Regions from separate parts of the Zea mays genome. Here regions 1 and 3 are each linked to region 2. Evidence: chromatin contacts called from public Hi-C data. All regions are on one chromosome and are shown on one strand. Each heading gives the region's core, a stretch centred on a gene start, on an enhancer-like site or on the middle of the called end of the contact. The rest is flanking DNA. Distances are from core to core; before and after follow the strand shown.

The links. Hi-C and Micro-C count contacts between places; a contact is called where the count stands out from the background.
Region 1: a Hi-C map of ear shows a contact between it and region 2, with 1.8 times the contacts expected there. The contact joins the promoter of LOC100274287 here to the promoter of LOC100275493 in region 2. A contact is called at or near these places in 4 of 25 Hi-C or Micro-C datasets (bundle sheath, ear, leaf and 1 more).
Region 3: a contact with region 2 is called in a Hi-C map of bundle sheath, with 3 times the contacts expected there. The contact joins the promoter of LOC100281929 here to the promoter of LOC100275493 in region 2. A contact is called at or near these places in 2 of 25 Hi-C or Micro-C datasets (bundle sheath and leaf).

Annotation. Positions count from the first base shown.
Region 1 is chr3:221,275,280-221,278,926 of Zm-B73-REFERENCE-NAM-5.0, reverse strand. LOC100274287 reads left to right here and starts at 1,391. Exons shown (of 2, transcript NM_001148651.1): 1 at 1,391-1,656; 2 at 2,964-3,647. The coding sequence starts at 3,054. The coding sequence ends at 3,566.
Region 2 is chr3:220,993,317-220,996,572 of Zm-B73-REFERENCE-NAM-5.0, reverse strand. LOC100275493 (carbonic anhydrase) reads left to right here and starts at 1,664. Exons shown (of 14, transcript NM_001153360.2): 1 at 1,664-1,828.
Region 3 is chr3:221,415,826-221,419,174 of Zm-B73-REFERENCE-NAM-5.0, reverse strand. LOC100281929 (tonoplast dicarboxylate transporter) reads right to left here and starts at 1,557. Exons shown (of 6, transcript NM_001371797.1): 1 at 1,042-1,557; 2 at 460-952; 3 at 135-178. The coding sequence starts at 1,512.

The DNA of each region.
Region 1 (3,647 bases), core at 142-2,641, 280 kb before region 2:
TAGTGTAGTGTTGATCTTAGTATAGCTCTTGGAGGACTAAAATCCCGAGACGTGTTACAACGGGTTCAAGTGAGAGTGAGAGGACGAGGAAGAGGAGAACTGCTACTAAATGCTCCTAGCCTTCTTCTAAGGTGGGACCTACATGTGGATCTAGCTACATTGTTACATATAAATTAGTGGATTATTGTTCTTAATATTTTTTTTAAAATCTATTAATTTCGTGAAAATTTAAAAAATGTGAATGCGATGTTTTAGTTTTAGGGTCCGACTTCTAAGGTGGGGACCTATATTTGGATCTAGCTATAGTATTACACATAAATTAGCAAGCTATCATTCTTAGCTATTTCCAATAAAATACAATTAATTTTAGCAAGCTATCATTCTTAGCTATTTTCAATAAAATTCAATTAATTTTGTGAAAATTTTAAGGTGTAAACGTGAGACTTTAATTTTTTGGGTCCGACTTTTAAGGTGGGGCCCACATGTGTATATAGCTTAAGATTTCTATACAATTTGGCTGATTATCATGCGGAGCCCATTCACAAATCACCTCCATTACTATTCTAATGAAATGTTTCAGTCCGAACACAGTAACGAATCCACTCTAGTGAATCTGAATCTTTCATGAGTTTAGGTAATAGGCTGAACCCAATAGATGTAGGTGGGTTAGGGTGAGTTATTTGGTTGAATTATTAGGTTGGGTTGGGTTGAAGAAAATGACTCATTTGTGATGGGTTAGAATAGATTTGGGGTGGGTTTCAATCTATTAGGCCCTCCGCATTAGTTTGTGTAGATTATCCTAGAGTGAAATTTAAAATAAAAAATGATATAAGATAAATGTTGGAGACAACATTAGGAGACCCACCAAAGCGAGTGAGGGATACGGGAAGCCCTTGACAGTTTTTAGGCGATAGTTTTTGAGCCGTCGAAGTAAAAATATTATATTGTAGTTGTTTGAAAAATGTACCTGGGGCATGCTTTTTAAACAAAATTTGTAGTAAATGTTGTTTCATAATACAACTTTCATATCATAAAAAAATGTCAAAATGAAAGCGAAAAGGAAAATTCCGCGCCGCTGAGCTCTATTGCAGGGCCGTACTGGCAAGAGAAGATGATGGGCTCTGCTGGGCCTGCAGAACTTACTACGAGCTTTGATTGAGGCTTACCGCCAGTTGCATTCTTACACGACGCAATGCCGTCGCAAAAGTGTTGTCCAGTGGTATCTGTCAAAAAAAAAAAAAACCGATATTGGTGTTCAGTTCCTCAAATCGGTGGAGAAAAAGAGAGAAGGGGAACCGTTGTTCAGTTGGCACGAAACAGTCCACTCTCTGTATAAAAGAAGGCGAACTGTTAGCGAGAGGAACAGAAACAGTCATTCACCCTAGTTTCCACTCGGTCTTCTCCTCCTCGGAACCCCCCAATCGATATTTTTAGATTATATTGCTCTAAAGTCTCATCCCATTCGGCCGATCAGCACCCCGTCTCGCTGAGCCGACTGTCCGGCGGCAGCCAGTCGTCACGGGTGTCCCCTCCCGGGGTTTCTGGATCGGCGTTGTCCTCTACGCCGCCCGCCGCCCGCCACTCGCCCGGCGTGATCGTGGGAGTTCGCGTCCGGCGAAGCGAGGAGGGTTTCGATCCACGGCGTTATTGCCCCGGGTACGCGCCGTTCTTCTCCGCACATCGTTGGCCACGCGCGTTCTCTTATCGATGCTATACCATTCATGGCGTGATCAGTGTTTAATCCAAGATAGCAACGCTAGATACTAGAAAAACAAATGCCGTCGATTCACCTGCGTCGCCTCGAAGCCGAACGGCCGCGGTGCCGTTGTTCGGATCGGTCAGTTGCTCCCACCGCTTTATCAGGAAACTAGCACTAGTAGTTGACATAAACAGAGAAAGGCACCGACTAATATAGAAATATATATTGGGTGTGAGTATATTTTTTTTGTCTGGTAGATCTAAATCCAACGGTAGATACAGTTGTAGTTTATTAGGGCTTTTTTATAAAGCTACATCATGTGATAGTGGAAGGATTTAAGTGGACATATTGTTGGATACATATTAGGCGTACCCATCAAGAAAACCAATAATAACGAGTGCTTGTCATTCGTTTCGACAAAAGAGAAAAAAGAAATGCTGTTCATAGGTACAGGGTATAGATAGGATAGTAGAAATGCGTCGTGCTGTTCGTAGACTGGAACCAACCGTCGTGGTCTCGTAGCAGGTGAGGGTTGCCATCACAAGACGACGCAGTACAGTGTCTGACGTTTTGAATTTAGTTTACTTGATCGAAGTTTGGTAACGATATTCGAAGACCATTTCCGTTGCTTGGGTCTGCACTGCGTCGTGTCGGAGCACGGAGCCGTTCCCGCTGCGGTAGCGTTACTTATGGGAAGAGAAGGTCAGGCACCCGTTTGTAGTGTTCGCACGCAGCCGTCTTGTCCTGTCCTGACGTGCGCACCTTAACTGTTGCTAGAGCTGGTACATCAGCGAAGCTTTTGCGTGGGTGCCTTAACTTTTTTGTTTAGGGGGTGTTTGGTTACACCCCGCTAAAATTTAGCCCCTATCCCATCGAATGTTTGAACCTCCGTTCCGGTTATTAAATGTAGTCGGATTATAAAACTAATTTGTCAGCTGAAGATTAAAAGACGAGACGAATCTAGTCCAGTTGGTTGGGTCTATATTTCATACTCATATTTAAAAGTTAAACGCTTGATGTGATCCGAGCTAAACTTTAGCAAGAGCAACCAAACACCCCCTAGTCGGCAAGAACCGGCATGCCGCGACAGCGAAATGTTTTTTATATGAACTAGCGAAATATTCCGACTACCTGCTACTGGAACACAGAACTCCATGTCAACAGAAGAAGATGCGTCGATACTCAGAACTTAACCTCTGGTACTAGCAACATTCTTGGTCGCTAACGATGACCGAACTCCTGGATTATTCATGACCATGAACAGACAGCAGAGGTTTGGCGGCAGCTAGCGGCTTACGCACGGAGTCGTCGCGCTAGTCCATTTGGGGAGGTGCCGGGGACGGCGCGGTGGGCAATGGCGACCCCGACGCCGGCGCGCCCGTACCGGTTCCCCGCGCTGCCGGAGGAGGAAGACGAGCAGGCGGCCACGCGGTGCTCCAGGCGGTCCTGCGGGACGTGCGGCGCGTCGGCGGTGGCGAGCTGCGTGGCGCTGTGCTGCTGCCCGTGCGCCGCGGTGAGCTGCCTCACGCTGGCGCTCGTCAAGGCGCCCTACGTGGCGGGCCGGCGGTGCGTGGCCAGGCTCGCCAGGAGGCGGCTGCGGAAGGGGAGGGCGAGGCGCGTCCGCGACATGGGCGAGGACGACGACGAGCGGCAGGGCCCGCGGTGCAGCAAGGAGTCGTGCGACCTGCCTCGTGCGGCTGCGGCCGACGAGAGGGCGAAGGTGAGCTCCAGGATTGACGCGTCGTCCGAGAAGGTGTGGGTGGACATGTACCAGGTCGGGCTTTGGGGGTTCGGCCGGCTGTCCTTCTCGGCGGCGGCCGGGGCTGGAAGCGACTCCGACAAGGACGGCGACACTGCTCCAGAGTAATGTCGTCTTGTAGTACAACAGACTTCTATCTTGGGCAATATGGCCTGTACGATCTTTTGTGATGGCGTGGATCGTTTGGTT
Region 2 (3,256 bases), core at 415-2,914:
ACCACCCCTCACTTGTTCTGTTGTTTGAAAACCAGGTTTTCGAACGACATTTCAAGCTCAATTAGCCCAGTACCCAGTTACCCCACTGGGGGACACTTTGTACATGAGCAGCCAGCCAATCTGCGCATAGGCTAACGCCTAACGGCCTGGCCCCGCCCATGTCAGCAGGCCTCCGAGGCTTTTGGTTGCCCAACCAGCCCATGGGCTGAATTCATAACAGTGTTGGCACACAGTTTCCTCTTCACTCGGAAGCTTATTATTATCGATCCTGAACCAGAGACTAGCAGAGCTAGCATTTCGACGACGCGTCTCAACTCTCAACCTCCAAGTCCACCTCGTGTACGTGCTGCCTTGCCAGTTGCCACTGGGCACTGCTGGCCCAGTGACCAACCATGCGTTAGATCTGACAGCACCACCGAACCATCCTCCCCGGTGATCAACAAACGACGGCAGCCACATCTTGCACCCAACGTGATGATGAATGATGCCTAGAACTTTTGACAACAAAACGCAGCACAGGTAGCAGGTTTAATTCAACAAGACTTTCTACTATATAGAGCCACACCATAGAGATAACTAATCTGTGCGCAAAGCCAAAGTGCTGACGGCAACTGTGGTGCAGCCTTTTCATCTCCGTTTTTAAGTTTTTTGCCCCTCCTTTTGTTTTCTGTTTTTCTGGGAACTCTTTAAACCGCCGTGGCGCCGTGTAAACTTTGCTGTAGCCTTTTCGCGTGCAATGGCAGAGCGCCCTGTTCTTTTCCTGCTAAAGAAAAAAAAAAAGGAGCACCTGATCGCTGGCAGGCCCACGGCCCACCCAACTGTGTCTGTAACGCTCGGCGTCCCTGCATTGCATGCCAAGTGCCAACCACCAGTCCATAGCAGGGTCAGGGAGACCGCAGATGAGGCCGGGGCAACGGTGATGCCGCAAAGAGGATTCAGAATCCTTTTTCTTTTCTTTTCTTTTACCACCGGGCTGGCATCACAGATTACACGCGCAGTAGAGTAAGCACGTCTCTCTCGTAGCCAAGAACAACAGTCTACACAGCTCGCTTTCTCCGCCCTTGTCTGGGCGTTACGGCAGGCAAGCCCCCTCGTTTTCTTCTGCTCGCGTTCTCCTTCCATGTCCACATCTCCTGTGCCACCGCACGCAAGGTGCCAACGCTCCCTCGCCGCAGTAGCATCGCGTCCACACAAACTGCACCTCCACTAGATACGGCGGTGATCCGGCGAGAGAGCGCGACACGCACAGGCCAGCTAGCGTTTCTCCGACGCCGCGCGTTTCATCATTTCCCGCTTCCCCTGCCCCCGGCCGCGCGCGCGCGCCCGTGTGGTCCAGACCAGGACGCGCGCGGATGTGCATCCGGCGCGCGCCCGTCGGCCACACGGTGCCGCCGCGCGTTATCCCGAGCCCTGTCCTGTCCTGTCCTGTTCCATCTCGCGCGCGAGGGGGGGAGGGGAGGGCAGCGAGTGGCGCGCTGGCGGATGAGGCGCCGAGTGGCCCGCATCCACCGGCGCAGGCGAGCCGCACGACGCCGCCGCGCTCGCGGACCGCCGCCGCCACACATGCGCACCCCCGGCCCGCGGGGCTGTAACGGCCTTGTCGCCACGCGTGCGCCCCGTGTGTATAAGGAGGCAGCGCGTACAGGGGGCACGATAAGCGGCACTCGCACGATCAATGTACACATTGCCCGTCCGCGCCACCACATCCAGCATCGTCGCCAGCCTCGCCACCCCCGCGCCGTCCTCCTCCTCCGGCTCCGGCTCCGGCCGCCCCAGGCCCAGGCTCATCCGGAACGCCCCCGTCTTCGCCGCCCCCGCCACCGTCGTGGTACGTACGTGCGTACGGAGTACGACAATTAATGCATGCATGGCTCACTGCACAGCGAGCACATCATGCACTGTACAGCATGCATGTCCTCGTTTCTATATATTCTATCCACGTACGCCTTCGCTTCATCCAGCTCTAATAACCAAGTACTGACTAGTCGGCACTACTGACGACCTTGCTGTTTTGGGCACGAAATGCACTCATGCAACCAAAAGTCCTTGCTCCCATTATCTAGGAGGACACGACCAAGCATGCAGGATATTCTGGAAACCCAATCAAAATCCGACTGTAATATAAGTATAATGCACATCCCAAGAAGACGCCACTCTTAGCTTCATCTTAAATTCCCTTAAATTTAGCTATATATCATTTATATAACATCAAAACAGGCGTACTATCAAAAATATATTTCATGGTACGTAAATATGGCACACTACACTGTACATAAATTTTTGTTTGAATTAATTCTTTCTGTCAAATCTATAATCAAATTCAAGGCAGTTTGATATATACGTTAGATCTATATATAATGCATCTATTTCTGACGGAGGGAATAGCTAGTGATGATGATAGTAATTTAGATCATTTTCCCATCAGCTAGTAGCTACCGACGACATACGCATGTCAGCCATCTCCAATAGAATATTCCCGAAGGGAGGTGTTTCCAAAAAGATGACGGCCAACGATAGTGCTAGTTTGAAGGCAACTACTACGTATATATCCTTTCAGTATAACAGAATTCCACCCAGAAAAAAAAAGTCTCGAGTTGAATGAAAGAGGAGTAGTGACGTCGAGCGCGCGTGAAATAAAGTATATGGCTGGCTTTTTCCTAAAGCGATAAGACCAGTTTATGCAGTGGGGTCATGGACATGTGTAGTGATAGCTAATAATCGTCCGCGTCTTTTGGCTTTTGAGTTCCGTTTGATCCATGACGCATATATATCCAGGCAGTTGAATAACCGACGACCATCAAATAAAAGGCGCCACTACTAGTGGCCATCGACGTCAGTTTAACCTTTCTATGTATGCATGTGTAACTTCCCATGATTTCCTGCGTCGCGTTATTTTGCTTTGTTTCACCGTCGGACGACGAAGTCTTTTAGATAGCAATAAGGAACTATATCTAAGTGCTAGTTTGGGAACCTCGTTTTCCCACGAGATTTTCATTTTCCTAAGGTAAATTAGTTCATTTTTTTTTGAAAATAAGAATCTTTTGAAAAAGATGTAATTATCAAACTAGTCCTAACAGAGAGATTTTTGAGGGGGGAGAAAAAAAAGGAAGTTCTTCTGCATTCTTTTTTGGAGGAACAAAAAATTTGCCTCTGCATACTGAATCAGAGGGGATGGGCTTTATTTCGTGTTGGCTGGTTGATTGATGATTGGATGAGCTCCAGTAAGTTTGGAAGAGAACAGGGCACGGTCCCGACG
Region 3 (3,349 bases), core at 308-2,807, 420 kb before region 2:
GTGTGTCAGAAACCCTACAAAATTTACAGTGTGTTACACAAGAGCAACCCTGTATAATATGTGACCATCTTTGGAAGAGAAAATCGATGACACAGATAAGGTAGAACATGCGTTGGGAAAGAAGTGGAATTTACCCCAAACACTGCCAAGACCATCTTCTCTGCAAATACCATTGGACCTGCATGGTTCAGAAGAATAGTTTCTTCAGATAAGTAGTCCCCTGGATTGCACTGGATGAGTGAATTGTTCTGAAACATGGAATTTAAACGTGCCGAGGTCTGACCCAAATGTTGGGTAACGTTTCCTAAATGGTGGGAAAGATATTGAATGATGAATGCCATGTTCAGTCAGCGGTATACTTTTAATTGCGAGTAAAATAAAGAAGATCTTGTCGACAAAGCTTCAGAAAGGAAAGCTTTACTAGATAGAAACAGAAATGCTTATTAGATACTGTACTACCTAACAAGCTGAGCTCTCTTCTGAGATGGCTTCTGTCCAGGTAACCGGAGAGTGCCTTTCCCGTGTTGTTGGAGCAGAACATGAGGCAGAGTGTGATCCAGAGTGCCAAGAAGAGGATGAGCGCCATGGGGAGGCCGAAGGACATCCAGGAGCTAAAGGTGATGGGCTCCTGCTCCGGGAAGTAGGTGGACCACATACCGACGAGGATGATGTTGACGCCGGTGCCCGCCAGCGTGGCCATCCCGCCGATGGCCGACGCGTACACGACGCCGAGCACCACGGCCTTGGAGAAGCGGCGGACCTCGTCGTGCGCCCCGGTCCCGGCCCCGGCGCCCCCGCGCGGCAGCCTCTGCAGGATCCCCGTCGCCACGGGCATCATCATGACCGTGCACGCCGTGTTGTGGATCCACATGCTGACGAAGAAAGTGGTGCCGGTGATGCCCAGCAGCAACAGCGGCGGCCGCACCGGGTCCCCGCAGAAGAGCGACGTGATCTGCGCGCGTGCCCAGATGGCCAGACCCACACGGTGAGGAGTTAGTGACCATCGATTAGGCAGGGAATCGGGGGGAGGGCGGCGCGTACGTTGAGAGCGAGGCGGCGGTGGATTTGGTAGTGTTCGATGGCGAGAGCGAGTATGAAGCTGCCGAGGACGAGCGAGATGACGTCGTCCATGTAGGCCTTGGCGACGGCGTCCGCGGAGGAGACGCCGAACAGCGGGAAGAGGAAGAGCGGCGCCATGGAGGCGACGGCCAGCGGCACGGCGCCCGTGACCCACCAGAGGAAGACCCAGGCGAGCACTGCGAGCATGTTGCGCGCCTCTCGGTGGTGGTGGGCGTGGGCGCCCCCGCCGACGGCGAGGTCCACGAGCGCGCACACGGCCGCTGCTGCCGCGGGGCCAGCCGCCACGGCCGGATACCTGTGCGCGAGCAGCGCGCGCACCCAGGACGGCGGCAACCGCAACTCCTGTGCCCCGTCGTCGCGCGCGGGCGGCGGGAGCAGCGGCGCCTCCACGTCGTCGGACGAGGTCCCCCCGAAGCTGCCGCGCTTGTCCATCGGCACCGCGACCGGCTGCTTCGTTCCGTCGGTCGGTTGCCGCTGTTTGAGGCGTGGCGGCTGCGAGTTCGTTCGTCTTTGTAGCCTGCGCGCGCGATGGACGGAGAAGTGTGCTGATCTGGCAGTAACATGGTAATAATTGCGCGCTAAAAACATGCTGGCCAGGACGGCGACAGGCATATCGCATATGGGTGAAGGGTGCGCGTGGGTTATTTGATGGACACGAATTCGGGAGGTAATCGGCTGCGTCCACATGGCACATGCCCCCACCAGCCTACATCGGGAGGCAATCGGATGTTTTAGAGCATTTCCAAGAGGGGTACTAAATAAAATTATATTTTAAAATATACGATTTAGGATTGTAAAACGTCTTTCAACAGTGTCTTTATTTAAAAACTAGTCGGTTGACCGTGCATTGCGACGGTTTATAACTATACCCATATAAACTATTCACCAAAAAAAATTCAAGATTTTTTATTAATTGTCTCCGCTATCCGTATAATATTTTTTATTTGGCTAACTGATGTTATTGTTTACTCCATCTAATATGTTTTGGTACAACACGCTCAATGAAGTGAGCGATTAGATCAGAAGAGAGTTCAGAACGACCGACTGAACGAACAGAGATTATAAAATAAGATAATTTCATCATACAGAGACCAAATAAGAGAAAGTTTGTGGGCTCAAGTTTCTAAAATAAGTTACATGAACTCAAACTTATAAAAAAGATAGATCAAAATATGGAGTGATTGCTAAAATCAGACATTAATAAAAGCTAGATGCACTCCACATAAATTATGCTACTTCATAGCAATTACTAACGTTTAAAACCAACAAATAACCTTTCATTTTACTGTTAGTGTGACAAATCATTGCTGCTCCATCCAATTTAGCAACCTCAAACACCATTGAGTCCCTTGCGCCAATGTGGTCTGAGAAACGACCTAATGCTTACAAGAGCCAAAAACGACGTGACGTAACGACCTAATGCTTACAAGATAAATTATGCTACTTCATAGCAATTACTAACGTTTAAAACCAACAAATAACCTTTCATTTTACTGTTAGTGTGACAAATCATTGTTGCTCCATCCAATTTAGCAACCTCAAACACCATTGAGTCCCTTGCGCCAATGTGGTCTGAGAAACGACCTAATGCTTACAAGAGCCAAAAACGACGTGACGTAACGACCTAATGCTTACAAGAGCCAAAAACGACGTGTCGTGCTTGGGCTGTAGCCTCGGCCCGTAGTGCTGGCCCGGCTCGACATGATTATATTTTTTTTATTTTACAAAAAAATGTATATACATATATATATATATAATTTATATTCAATATTAAAAATATCTACGCATGATGTTCTACTAGTTAGACAGCTTCATCCAATGTCTCTCGCCCTTCTTCCATCAGGACATGGGTTCGAACTCCACCGTTTTTTAACATTTTACGCTGATTTAATCAAATGGGCCGACAGGCTAATGGGCTGGCCCGACACAGTCAGCAGGTCGACATGACGTGTCTGGGCCAGAGTTGTGACCCGCGGGCGTCTGGCTCGTGCCGGGCCGCTGTTTGGCCATCTATAGGCGTGCAGCGGGTTGGTTAATTTGAAATAGCTGTAAGGGGTTATTTGTAAAAAAAATGACGCGGGACGACCGTTGAAATTTGTGCTTTAAGTATAGTATAGATATAGATAATTGATCTGCTTCTCGTCCTGGACGGACGACGGATAAATGAGTATGCTGATTAATCAAATGGGTCGGCGGGCTAACGGGTTGGCCCAGCACAGTTAGTAGGTCGGCATGACGTGCCAGTGCCAGAGTTGTGGCCCGTGGGCGT